2 separate regions of the Gossypium hirsutum genome follow, and region 1 is linked to region 2. Evidence: chromatin contacts called from public Hi-C data. All regions are on one chromosome and are shown on one strand. Each heading gives the region's core, a stretch centred on a gene start, on an enhancer-like site or on the middle of the called end of the contact. The rest is flanking DNA. Distances are from core to core; before and after follow the strand shown. Region 1 has its middle 28 kb from the start of LOC107932919. Region 2 holds the start of LOC107932930 (receptor-like protein kinase HERK 1).

What was found. Hi-C and Micro-C count contacts between places; a contact is called where the count stands out from the background.
Region 1: a contact with region 2 is called in a Hi-C map of leaf, with 4 times the contacts expected there. The contact joins the enhancer-like site here to the promoter of LOC107932930 in region 2. A contact is called at or near these places in 7 of 34 Hi-C or Micro-C datasets (callus and leaf).

The regions. Positions count from the first base shown.
Region 1 is chrA07:16,353,034-16,359,447 of Gossypium_hirsutum_v2.1, reverse strand. No RefSeq gene overlaps it. Among protein-coding and RNA genes, the nearest start is that of LOC107932919, 28 kb to the left of the region's middle. Within about 2 kb of position 4,122, at least 9 of the 9 cell types and tissues checked have an H3K27ac peak or open chromatin away from gene starts, as enhancers often do. A contact at or near this core is called in leaf, where this site is marked.
Region 2 is chrA07:16,273,525-16,280,278 of Gossypium_hirsutum_v2.1, reverse strand. It overlaps LOC107932930 (receptor-like protein kinase HERK 1), which reads left to right and starts at 5,152. Exons shown (of 1, transcript XM_016865052.2): 1 at 5,152-6,754. The coding sequence starts at 5,855.

The DNA of each region.
Region 1 (6,414 bases), core at 2,873-5,372, 80 kb before region 2:
ATTTTTAAAAATTTATTATTTCATAATTTTGATCTTATTAATATGGTATTATTTATTTTATTTTAAATAGTTTTTGATAAAAAGTTAAATATTATGATTTACATATTTTTATTGTTAATAAAATAAGGAAATAGTTTATTTCAAAAATAATATTAATTTAATATTTTCTTGACACTTTTTGTTAAAAAAATTAATATGGTTATCAAACACAATCGAAAATTTTCAATTATGAAAACTTAATCCAAGTGAATCAATGATATCACCTAATAAAAATAAATTATTTGTTTAGAAAAGAAATTTCATTACTGCTAATGTTTTCAATTTTCAAAATGATCTTACTTGTTTTAGTAAAAATAAGGAAGAATTTCAGAATTTTGATTACAATTTTTGAAAAGGGATATTATCTATTCATATTCCACCTATAGATGTGATTTTATAAAATTTCTTGTAATTTTATTTCATTTACCACATAACATATCACTATAAAATAAACAACTTAAATTTGTAAAATATCATTTTGTTTATTTTTAATATATACATTTATATTTTATATTAGGCATAATCATAAATTTAATTCTCGATATTTTTATCTTTTATCAAATTGATCATTATTCTTTTTTTTAACTAATTTTAACCCTCAACCTTTCAAAAGAGTCAAATTACTTTTTTTAAAACGAAAATGCTAAATAAAACATTAATTTTTTTTAACAATGTTGGTAGGGTTGGTGTCGAAACCATCCACTATATTTAAAATTTTAAGTTCAAAAAAATGGGGGAATCGACTTTTGAAAAACAGAAATATGGAGTCGCCACCGATCCTTTTGTTTTGATGTGATCGGGTCACCTAAGAATTTGGTTATTTTAATAAAACATTTTGGTTTACTAAAACAACGATTCTGGTCTACAAAAATATGAGAAAACGGGCTCGGGAGTCGGTTACGTATGAGGAAGGATTAGCACCCTCATTACGCCCAAAATTGTTACCAAATCGATTAAATACTGTCCTTATGTCTAAAATTAAAAATGTTTTTGAAATGTGGTTCTTGTTAATAACATTTGAATAACCCGAGTTAGTTGCCAAAAATCTTCTAGTTTCGACGTCCGAAAATTTATAATTCGAAAATCGCAAAAGGATGCTCAACTATTTAGTCCAACGGAAAACCGAAACCCAGCATAGTTGGGTACGATTCCTCGAATTTCCAAACATTGACCATAGCCTTACCTTAGAAAATACGTGTGAAATTCCCAAGAGATATTCGATTATTTAGGACAAATGAAAAAGCGCAACCCAGCACGATAGGGCTCGATTTTCAAATCGCCAAACGTCGAACATCGCCTTCGTTTTGAAAGATTTTTAATAAACATGAGTGAAAACCTAAGGGAATATTCGATTGTGTTGAGCAAACGAGAAATCACAACCCAGCACGATAGGGCATGATTCCCAAATTGCCAAATGCCGAATATTACCTTCGTTTTAATGGATCTTTAGAAGACATGAGTGAAATTTTGAAGGGATATTTGATTATTTTAAGCGAACACTAAATTGCAACCCAACACGTTAGGGCACGATTCCGCGAGTCGCCAAATATCAAATATCGCCTTCGTTTAAGGGACTTTTAAAAGACATGGGTGAAATTCTAAAAGGACCTTCGATTACTTTGAGCAAACGAGAAATTGCAACCCAACACGTTAGGGCACGATTCCACGAATTGCCATGAATCGAATATCGCCTTCGTTTTAAAGAATTTTTAAATGAATACTTATAAAACTAGCTTAAAACGTATTAATCCAATTTAAAATATTTCGAAATTAATCATAAAAATCTGGATTATATAGAACCACATTTCAAAAACTAAGTGGAAAACGATGATATGGGGCTATATATATGCATGAGATACAATCGATTAACGAACCCTAAAAAATATAACTTACCTAAAGAACATAATCCGATTACAATCATGCATGGGGAATAACTGATGTGATAACATATGAAAATGAGCGAGCATGATGTAGCAAATATACAAGAAATTTCATGAAGATAATTAACACATGGGATACCAAACGATATAAGATCAACACGACACAAAAATAGTGGACTAAAAATGATGGACTAACAATCAACTAATATATGCTTGAGTTTGAAATAATTTATAAGAGGAAAGTTAAGAATACTTATATGTGTATGAACGAATTTTGAAGCAATTATATACAATATAACATGGAATTAAAATATGAGTTATATATATAAAAAAAATTGGGTTGATTTTATCACAAATTAAAATATATATATGTATATAAATTAGAAATAATTGCTTATAAAAAAAATACCATAGAAACATATTCAAGTTCGAATTATTCCTATTGCAAATGATGGACTTAAAAGCATACTTATATAAAGAAGACTATGTATATAAAATATGGGTTTAATAATGTACGTAAATCAAAAATATGTATTAATGTAAATAAATATAAAACAACTTAAATTTTATTCAAAACACATGTACCAAGCATATTTAAATAGCAAAAATATATGTTAAAACACATGGATTTAAGAATAGCAAAAATATATGTTAAAACACATGGATTTAAGGAAATATATGAATCAAACCTACATCTCAATATTCGTATGTCTGTACAAGAAGAATTTTGAAATGGGTGATGTCTAAAATAATTTTATGAAGCAGATGGCTTTGGGTTAATGATACATATAAATTTAAAAGCAAATATATATATATAAGATAACGTAAAAATGATAATACGTAGGCTTAAATTAATGTATAAAAATCAAACATGTGTGCTAATATAAGTAAGTAAAAAAAACAATTCTATGCAAGCATATATACTGAACATATTATCATAGCAAGAATACATGCCAAAATATATGGTTAGAATAAAAAAACATTATATGTATGAAGTGACATTAGCTTATTATAAAACATGTATATGCATAATAACATGAAAGAAAAAAACATTTAAGATGTACAAAGTATGATAATGATATTACAAAAAACGAATCTACAATACTAAAAAAAATAATTATCAAAGTTGCTTAAAATATACAAGTAAATAAATAAAAAAATTATAAAGTTATAAAATAAAAAGACCTAATTAAAATTAAACTAAAACACACAAGGTAAATTTGAAAATAAACAAAAATAATGAAGGACCAATAGTCAATGCCCGAAAACATCTAGGGACTAAAACTGGCAATATACCAGATCCCAAAATGCTGCGTTTAGGCGCGGATCCATTTGCAAATGCGTGTAAATTACAGGACTAAATTAATAAAAAAAACGAAACACAAACATAGGCTGATTTGAATGCGGCGCGAAAGGGAGGGACTGATATGGAAAATAATCCCTCACCGCAAAAACACGCGGGTCATCAGGGCAGCAAACTGGATCGGGTCGGACGAATAGGCTTATACGACGCCGTTTTTTTGGCCACGGTAGTAAGCCTCAAACGACGTCATCCCCACAGGTATAAAAACCCCATTTTACCAAATTTTCAAAGCCTTCAAACCCTAGACCCATTTTCCATAGCCGCCTTCAGCCATGTCATTTGGCCCTAGCCTCCGGTGTCCCCAACCGCGGCGTATACGCCTTTTGAAGAGCATTTGCAGCCTCAAGACCCCTCTGCCCTCGATTTCGGCGAAGCAAGGAGGAGTTAACGGCGAACTCGCGAGGTAAGCCTCTTATTCCTTTCTCTTTTTCGAGTACCAGAATCACAAACCCACGAAAGAAAAAAAAAGAGACGGAGGGAGTAAAGTATTGAGGGATTTTTTTGATTCGAAAGTCACCTTTTTTATTACTTTGTATTGCTTTCGTGATTTTTGTTGCATATTTGCGCGTAAAAAAAAACCTTACAACTGATTAAATCCCCTGGCTTTATAGCCGAATGGGGTAAACATAAAAAAGAAAAATCGAAAATACAATGTTCTTCGTTGTTTTTGTTTGTTTTGCTGTGCGTTTGTCCCTTTTCTGCAAGTACAGGGTGCGTGGCGCTCGGGTACGGGGCTGTGCTGGCTGCTGAGACGCTGGCATCGTACGGAGGGTGGGCGTGGGGCGATGTGGTTGCTGCTTGTGAAGGCTGCGGCGCGAGGACACCTTTGCCCTAGGGTTTGCCGAAATTTGGCTTGGCTTTCGGGCCGTTTGGGCTCATTTTAAGTATTGGGCCACTAGATTTGGGCCAGAGGGACTGTTTTGGGTCTTTGGGCTTGCAATAGGACATTAATGGACTGTGGTTATTATTTATTTATTTATTTATTTGTACATATTATATTTATATTTGGGGTTTTTAGCGGGCTCGGGCCAAAATTGTCACTACAGTTGGCATAGTCTTATATAGTCACACCAACAAATAATTTTTAAAATTATAAAATATTTAAAAAATAAAAAATTCAAAAAAAGTATATATATAAATATTTAAAAAAACATTAGGTACACGTGGATTGTCATGCAAGTTATAATATTTAAAATTTTAATATTTTAGTCAGTATTTTTATTAAAAAATAATGATTCAACTCTTTTTTAAAAGGTTGATGGTCAAATTTGACTTTTTTAAAGAGTTGGAGACTAAATTTAACTTTAAAAAATAATGGTCAAATTGACAAAAGATATGAATATTAATGGCTAAATTTATCATCATGTTTTTACATTATTAAAAATATTTAATATTTTAACAAATTTACGATATCCATATTGAAATTTTTTATATATTTATTTTTAATATCAATATTCATATTTTATAATTATTTTTTGGGCATGAAACTTTAATAACCTAATTTTTTTATAACAAACTTATACATATCAAAACAAAATAATATTTTTGAAAAATAATTATTTATTGAAACAAAATAATCACAAATACTGACATATAAAAATCTCTAAAATTTTAATATCCTTCATTATCAGATGAGCAGCAAATATAATCCTTCCATGGCCATGGTCAGTGACAGCAAATGCCAGCCAGCCCCAAAGCTATTAATGAGAGCAATAAATCATTGGTCTCTAGTTTGCAAGTCATAGTGGTCCATGAACCACCCCCTTCCCCCTTTTACTCTTAAATACACCATTGCTATTGCATGAAATGGTCAATTCAAGCCAGCCATTGCTCCAATCTCTGCACTGAACTTTGGCCCTTATGGGTTCATTGGTTTTTACTTTGTGGTCACGCCCTGTCTTTGATATTACATCTATCTTTATAATCCGAACTCTGATTTATTGGACATCACTTTTTTAAAAGATCTCCGTGAACCAATGAAATTTAATGACAAATTGAATTCAATGTCTTTTCGAAAATCATGGAACTCTTGCTGGTTCTCTGATTGAACAGCATAATTTCGTAGGCTACTTTTGCCTTTAGAACTTTAAACTTCTTGTTTACTTGCGTTTTATATCAATGTAAGATATTTGAAAGTTTTATATATCCTGAGGTTTATTTATTTATTTAAGGACTTTAAAATTTCTATTACGTTTTTAAATTTTGTTTGTCCATATAAGATATTAAAAAATTGTGGGTGAATATGTCATGTTTAGATTTTGTCAGATTCTTTTCAAATTGATTTGGCTTTGATCGATTCTTCTTTTGTTGTACATTGTACTGATTGGATTTTACATTATAATTGATCGAACTTATATTTATATATTTATTGTACTTTATTAATGTTTGACTAGATCAATAAGGATTTCGGCTGGCAACCGGGTTGTGAAAGTGATGAAATCTACAAAAAGGGAAGAATGTAAGCTATGAAGGGTGCTAAAGTTGGCTCTCAGATGCTTAAGTTTGTGTTATGGTTCAGAGAGAATGAATAAAGGTAGAAGGTGATTAATAGTGAACCCTTAAGGCCTTTTTAATTTTTGTAGTTACCTTACTCTTACCCCTCACATTATTTTCTTAGCCTCAGAGCCCAAGCAATTTTGGGATTGGTTTCTTCTTTTTATTTTGTCTAGTTACTATGCTGAGAGTTTGTGAATGTTAGTATTGCTTAACGTAAATCCTTTGTGGCATCAGAGCTTTGTTTATTAGGCATTATGTATTAAATATTTTAAGATAACATCTTTGGGCCCTTTCATTATCGGGCTTTGCATGTATGGCATAACAATAGTCCCCCTAAAGTCAAAAGTAGGTTATAAAGTAACATGGTGAGGAGTTAGATAATGATCATATTCAAAAAAAGTGTTTGTAAGTGAAACTCAGGCTTTTATTTTTCATATATAGGAGTTAAAAAAAATTATTTTGTAAAGTATATTGGTTTTCAATTATTTAGCAAAGTAGTCGACATTGAATAGGAAAATTGGAAAGTTGATACCTGGATGGTTCCGACTTGAAAGTTGGCATTGGCACCCTCAAGATCCGACTTCAATGAAAAGAGCTGAAGGAAGGAAAATCAACTTGAAAGTCATATCCTACACC
Region 2 (6,754 bases), core at 3,903-6,402:
CTTGTGTAGAAGATTTCGAGCTTCTGAAAATGCTTCAAATACTGTAGTCTCACTGTTGGACTCACTGTTCAAACCCAAATCTGCTTTATTGGGACGCCCCTTTCGGGTTTTCATCCTAACCCTTTTGTTTATCAAGACACCCTTTTCGAGTTTTCATCTTGATCCTTTTTTTTAGGCATAATATTTCTTCACAGCATCTGAGTTCACTGGATTAGGTAATTCCTTCCCATCCATCTTAGTGAGAATCAAAGCTCTACCTGAGAAGGCCTACTTTACGACGTATGGTCCCTCCCAATTTGGTGCCCATTTTCCTCGAAAGTCTTTTTGTATTGGGAGAATTTTTCTCAGTACAAGTTCTCCCTCGCGGAATTCTCTTGGTCGTACCTTCTTGTCATGGGCCGCGATCATTCTCTTTTGGTACATCTTTCCATAACAGATTGCCTTCAAGCGTTTTTCCTCGATAAGATTTAGTTGGTCGTATCGAGTTCAAACCTATTCTGATTCCTCTAGTTCCGACTCCATTAACACTCATAGGAAGGGGATCTCAACTTCGATGGGCAGCACAGCTTCCCTTTCGTAGACCAAAGAGAAAGGAGTTGCCCTCGTAGATGTCCGCACAGATGTGCGATATGCATACAAAGCAAATGGTAGCTTTTCGGGCCAGTCTTTATATGTCTCGATCATTTTCCCAATAATCCTCTTAATATTTTTGTTGGCCGCTTCCATAGCTCCGTTCATTTTCGGGCGATAGGGTGAGGAGTTATGATGCTTTATTTAAAATTGCTCACACACTTCCTTCATTATCTTGTTGTTCAGGTTCAAGGTGTTATCCGAAATGATTCTCTCAGGCAAACCATATCGACATATGATTTCCTTTTTCAAGAACCTACAAACTGCAATCTTCGTCACAATAGCAAATGAAGCAGCTTCTATCCATTTTGTGAAGTAATCTATAACCATAAAAATGAACCGGTGTCCACTAGAAGCTTTTGGGGAAATTAGCCTTATGACATCCATGCCCCACATAGAAAAAGGCCACGGAGAAGTCATGACATGAAGGGGCAAAAGGGCTGCATGAATTTTATCGCCGTAAATCTGACATTTGTGGCACTTTCATGCATAACTAATATAGTCGCTTTTCATCATCAGCCAGTAATAACCGAGTCTCATAATCTGTCTAGCCATAGTGAAACCATTAGCATGCGTTCCACAAATTTCTTCATGGACATCTTCAAGTATTTTTCTGGCTTCAACAGCATCCACGCATCTTAGGAGCATTTGATCATTTCCTCTTTTGTACAAGATATCCCCATCAAGAACAAATCCCGTCGACATTCTTCTAATTGTTCTTTTTTCGTTCTTATTTGCCTGTTCGGGATACCTTTGATTTTTGACGTATTCTAAGATATCAAGGAATCAAGGTCATCCATCTGTCTCTTTTTCAATGCTACAACAATGTGCAGGGACCTCATATATGCTCATTTGGAGAGGCATTATTTTCGTTTCTTTGTTTGCTTTGAACATTGAAGCCAAAGTGGCCAGGGCATTAGCCAATTGGTTTTCTTCTCGTGGGAAGTAATTAAATGTCACTTCTTTGAATTCTTTAACCAATTCCCCCACTAGATTGCTATATTTAACTAATTTTGGATCTCCCATTCCCAATCTCCGTAGATTTGGTAAATCACCAATAGGATTTTGACATTTCGTTCAATGGCTGCACGAAGTCCCATGATACAAGCCGGACTATGTTATTGGTACAGAAGAAATTCAGCCTGGCAGTTAGCGGATAATGGTTCCCTTCTGGTGATACCAAGACTGCTCCAATCCCATGCCCTAATGCATTTGACGCACCATCAAAGCTCATCTTCCATAACTTGTCTTTTGATGACTCATATTCTTTTTCTGTAATGCACATCAAGTCTTCATCTGGGAAGTCAAATCTCAATGGCTCGTATTCCTCCGTTGTTCGAGTTGCTAAGAAGTCAGCTATTGCGCTCCCTTTTATCGACTTTTGGCTAACATAGATGATGTCGTACTCTGACAGTAGGATTTGCCATCATGTCATTCTTCCTGAGAGTGCAGATGATTCCATCATGTACTTTATTGGGTTCAACTTTGAAATTAACCATGTCGTATGATATAACATATATTGTCTGAGCCTCCGAACTAACTAAACCAAAGTGCAACAAAATTTTTCAATTGACGAATACTTTGCTTCATACTCTGTGAACTTTTTGCTGAGATAGTAAATCGCCTTTTCTCTTTTCCCCGACTCATCATGTTGCCCTAGTATGTAACCCATTGAATTTTCGAACACAGTTAGATACAATATTAACGGTCTTCCTGGAGTTGGCGGTACTAACACCGGGGGACTAGATAAGTATTGTTTTATCTTGTCAAAAGCCATTTGTCACTCCTCGTTCCATTCTCCTGGATTATGCTTTCAAAGGAGTCAAAAAATTGGGTCACACTGGTTGGTAAGTTGAGCAATGAATCGAGCAATGTAGTTCAACCTTCCTAAAAATCCTCTGACTTCTTTTTGCGTGCGCGGAGGTGATAGTTCTTGTATGGCTTTTATCTTATCTGGATCAACTTCAATGCCTCTCTCGCTGACGATGAAGCCTAGCAATTTTCCCGAGGTAGCCCCAAACGTACACTTGGCTGGATTAAGCTTCAGCTGGAACTTTCTCAGTCTTTCGAACAACTTCCTGAGGTTCCCAACATGCTCTCTTTCCCCCTTAGATTTGGCGATCATATCATCGATGTAGACTTCTATTTCTTTGTGCATCATGTCATGAAACAAAGGGGCAGCTGTAAGCACTAAATTTTTGTCCGACTAGAGTTTGTGTTTAATTTTCAAATTTTCAAAAAAAAAATTAAAAAATAAAAAAATTACATTTTAACCCTTAAACTTTTCCTAAATTTCATTTTAACCCTAAAATTTCTTTAAATTTCAATTCGACCCCTAAACTTTCCTTAAATTGCATTTTAACCCTAAATTTTCTAAAAATTACACTTTAGCTCTAGAAGTTTTGCTGCATTTGTGATTTGGTCCTTCTGACAGATTACGTGATTTGGGGCATCCACTCCCCGGATTTTCAGGCCATCAGCATGAGTGGTTGCTCCTTCTTCACCCACTACCTGCAAATAGCATGAGAAACAAGCAAAATGGTAGAAATAAAAAAGAAAAAACCACACCATAAAAGAGAGCTTTTTTTTTCGGTAAAAAGGAGGAGGAGGATTCCCCCATTTGATATTCGGTGAAGAGCAAAAAAAGCAAAAGAAATTCTCCAGCAAAAAAACAAAAAAAGAACATTCTGCAATCTAAGTAAAAAAAAAACTCCAATATCCGGCAAGCAACCAAGCAACCAAGACCCAACCACCATTAACACAACAACCAAGCTCTCAAACCGAAACCCATTCCAAATAGCAGAGCCAATCGATTATCAGCCACCCCGAAATCCAAACCTCAACTACCTGTAGCTTGATTTCACGCGGCGCACACGATGGCTATTGGTGGCGTGCACGGTAGAAGGAGAAGGGGTTCGGCTGCTTGAAGCTTGGATATCTTTTTTCTTTCTTTGTTTGCTGCTGGAAACTTGTTTGTTTAGGGGGTTTAGTATTGAAAAAAAGAAATATTTTAGTTAATGGCTTGGTTTATGTTAGATTTGATGGGTTAAATTTGGTTTGGGTTAATTAGTGGGTTGAGTTGGTTGTGTTGGGTTTCTTAAGTTAGTGAGTTGGGTTGGTTTGTATTATTTTTTTTTTAAATTAGTGAGTTGGGTTTAGTTTGGTTTGAAATATTAAGTTAGTTGGGCTGAGATTATTTTGTAATAGGCTGAAATGATTTGAATCTTTTGTCTTTATGTAAATTTTATGTGGGCCAAGCAAAAATTTAGTCTAAAAAAGACGAAAATAAATTTTAAAATAGCTGGGTCAACCCGACCCTATTTGCGGCAATCTGATCCAGTGACGATCACCAACAAAGGTCCATTTCAGCAACCCGAGGAGAAAAGAAATTAATTTCAGTAACCCATAACATTGGGCTTCGGTATATTCTTACCCTTTTTATTATTATTTACCCATTCCAATTTAATATATATTTTAGATCACATATTATTGCAACGTTATTATTAGTTTTTTTTATTTTAGAAATATTTTTATTTTCTTTTAATTAATTTCAATAAATAAGGCAACGTGTCGATTTAACATTAAGTCTTTGATTTCATCGCTATGTTGGGTGAACATCATTGGCTCGTGTTAAAAATGGGACGTCCTTTTAAAAAAAATCGAAAAATTTAAAAATTCTCGTGTTTTGAAATAGGATAATTATTTTAGTGATTATTGGTAAGTGATCAAATTTTATTTTCAAAATGTAGATGAGGATATGTAATTTGTCAAAATTCTAGTGTTGTAAATTTTTTGTGTTTTTTATAAAAAAAATTCGGGTTTCAAAAATTTTCGTGTTTTCAAAAATTTTCGTTTTTTTTAATTTCTCAGGTTTCAAAGATTCTCAGGTTTTCAAGAATTTTTGTGTTTTCACAATCTCTCGGGTTTTAAAAAAATATTTTCAAGTTTCAAAATTTTCGTGTTTTCAAAATTCTCGTGTTTCAATAGGATCATGATTAAATATTAAATTGAATTCATTTTTTTTTTGAAATTAAAGACAACGCGTGTTTAAAGGGATACCAATTTTGGGCGTCGCGAGGGTGCCAATACCTTTCTCGTGCGTAACTGACTTCCGAATCCTATTTTTTTCTGGATTTTGACGTAGACCTAAACTCGACCTTTTTTTTACTCAAAAATATTTTTTTCTAAAAAGAAGATTTATTAGATTTCCGATCACATCTAGAAGAAAAGATTAGTGACGACTCCCCTTTTTTAATAAAATCGAAAATTAATTTTCAAATTTTCAAAAATCGTCTCAATTAACAACCAAAATAAATTTTTACGTAGCTACATAACCCTCCCACAAAACGTTTTATTTCATTTCTTATAATTTTCAGTTTCAATTTATTTATTGAAATTTGATATCAATTATTAAACAAAAGGAAAGAGATTGACATCAATCCATTAAAACTTAAAAAGACTTTAAAGTTTATAGAGGAAGGCATTTGCTTTTCCCCAGTCACCGCTCAAAACCACCCCCAACTAGCAGGATGGAGAGTAAATAACCTTTATGTTACTAGAAAACTTAAAACTCTGTTTTCTACCCACCGTCATTAAAACCCATAAAGACGCCTCTCTCTCCATAAATTTCCTAACTTTAAATTTGCTCTTATCTCTTCTGCATGTTATTGTTTTGTTTTTATTGTATTCACTTTACATCTATCGTTGATTTACCAAACCAGAAATTAGACATTTAAACAGTGTTTTTCTTATTATTTGTTCTGCTTATTCGTATTTTTGTTACACCACCTTTAGCCTCTTTGTGTTCTGTTTATTTAAGAATATGAACCAAAATGGGGAAAAAAAAATAGAAACAATTAAGTGGGAGACGTTGTAATCTAGTTTGAAGTTAAACCCGCTTATGTATGCACCCTGCTCTATCTGCATTGGAAATTGCAACGAAAACTCTGCCAAATTTCCATTACGGCTGCATAGAAGATTTGATTTTTTGAGTCTGGTTCATCTAAAATTCAAAGGTTTCATCTTTTCATCTCTTTGATTCGGTTCTCTTTCTGTTTCTTTGTTCCAGCTTTTGTCTTTAATTCAGATCTCTTAGTTGTTGTTTCTTTAATTTCTATTATTGTTTGCTATTAATCCATTTGTAGTTTATGTAAGAATCCAGGATTTCAGTTCCTGTTAAGATTCAAAGCTTTGGTGTTACTGTTACTTGCTAGGATTTGAAAAGATGGGTTGTAAGATAATTGAATTGCTCATCTGGGTTTCTTCAGTCTTATGTTTTCAATGCTTTGCTAGAGGGTTTACACCAGCAGACAACTACCTTATTGATTGTGGATCACTAGCTAATAGTACAGTGGGTGGTCGAGTTTTCATGGCTGATGACTTAGCCTCTAAACTCCTTTCTACACCACAACGTGTTGTTGGGAACACTTCGAAATCAATCATCTCTTCTGCCGTTTCACGGCTCTATCAAACAGCTAGAATCTTTACCGGTGTTTCTAAGTATACATTTCCAATCAGCCAACGGGGGAGACTCTGGATTCGCCTTTATTTCAGTCCATTTGTTTATGCTACTTACAATATGAGTTCGGCAAAGTTCGATGTTTCCACTGAAAACCATGTCCTTCTCAGCAGTTTCAGTGTTGGAGCTCATCTTGTCAAAGAATTCTCTGTTAATATCACCACCGATAGCCTTGCCATCATATTCACTCCTTCAGAGAATTCATTTGCTTTTATAAATGCCCTGGAAGTTGTTTCAGTTCCTGATCAGCTCATTCCAGACCACGCCCGTACTGTTAAATCATCAGTGGGATTCCAAGGCTTGATGTGGCAGGCACTGGAGACGGTTGCTAGGGTGAATATGGGGGGACCTATGGTGTCCTTCAAGAACGATACCCTTCATCGAACATGGGTGCCTGATCAGAGTTTCCTTATAGAAAAGAATCTTGCATCAACTGTATCAAATACTAGAGCTGTCAAGTATGTTGATGGTGGATCAACACCAGAGATTGCTCCAGTTTCTGTTTATGGTAGCTGCACCAAGATGAACTCCTTAGGTGACCCCAATAGCAACTTCAATGTGACCTGGGAATTCAATGTGGATCCCGGTTTTCAGCATCTAGTTAGG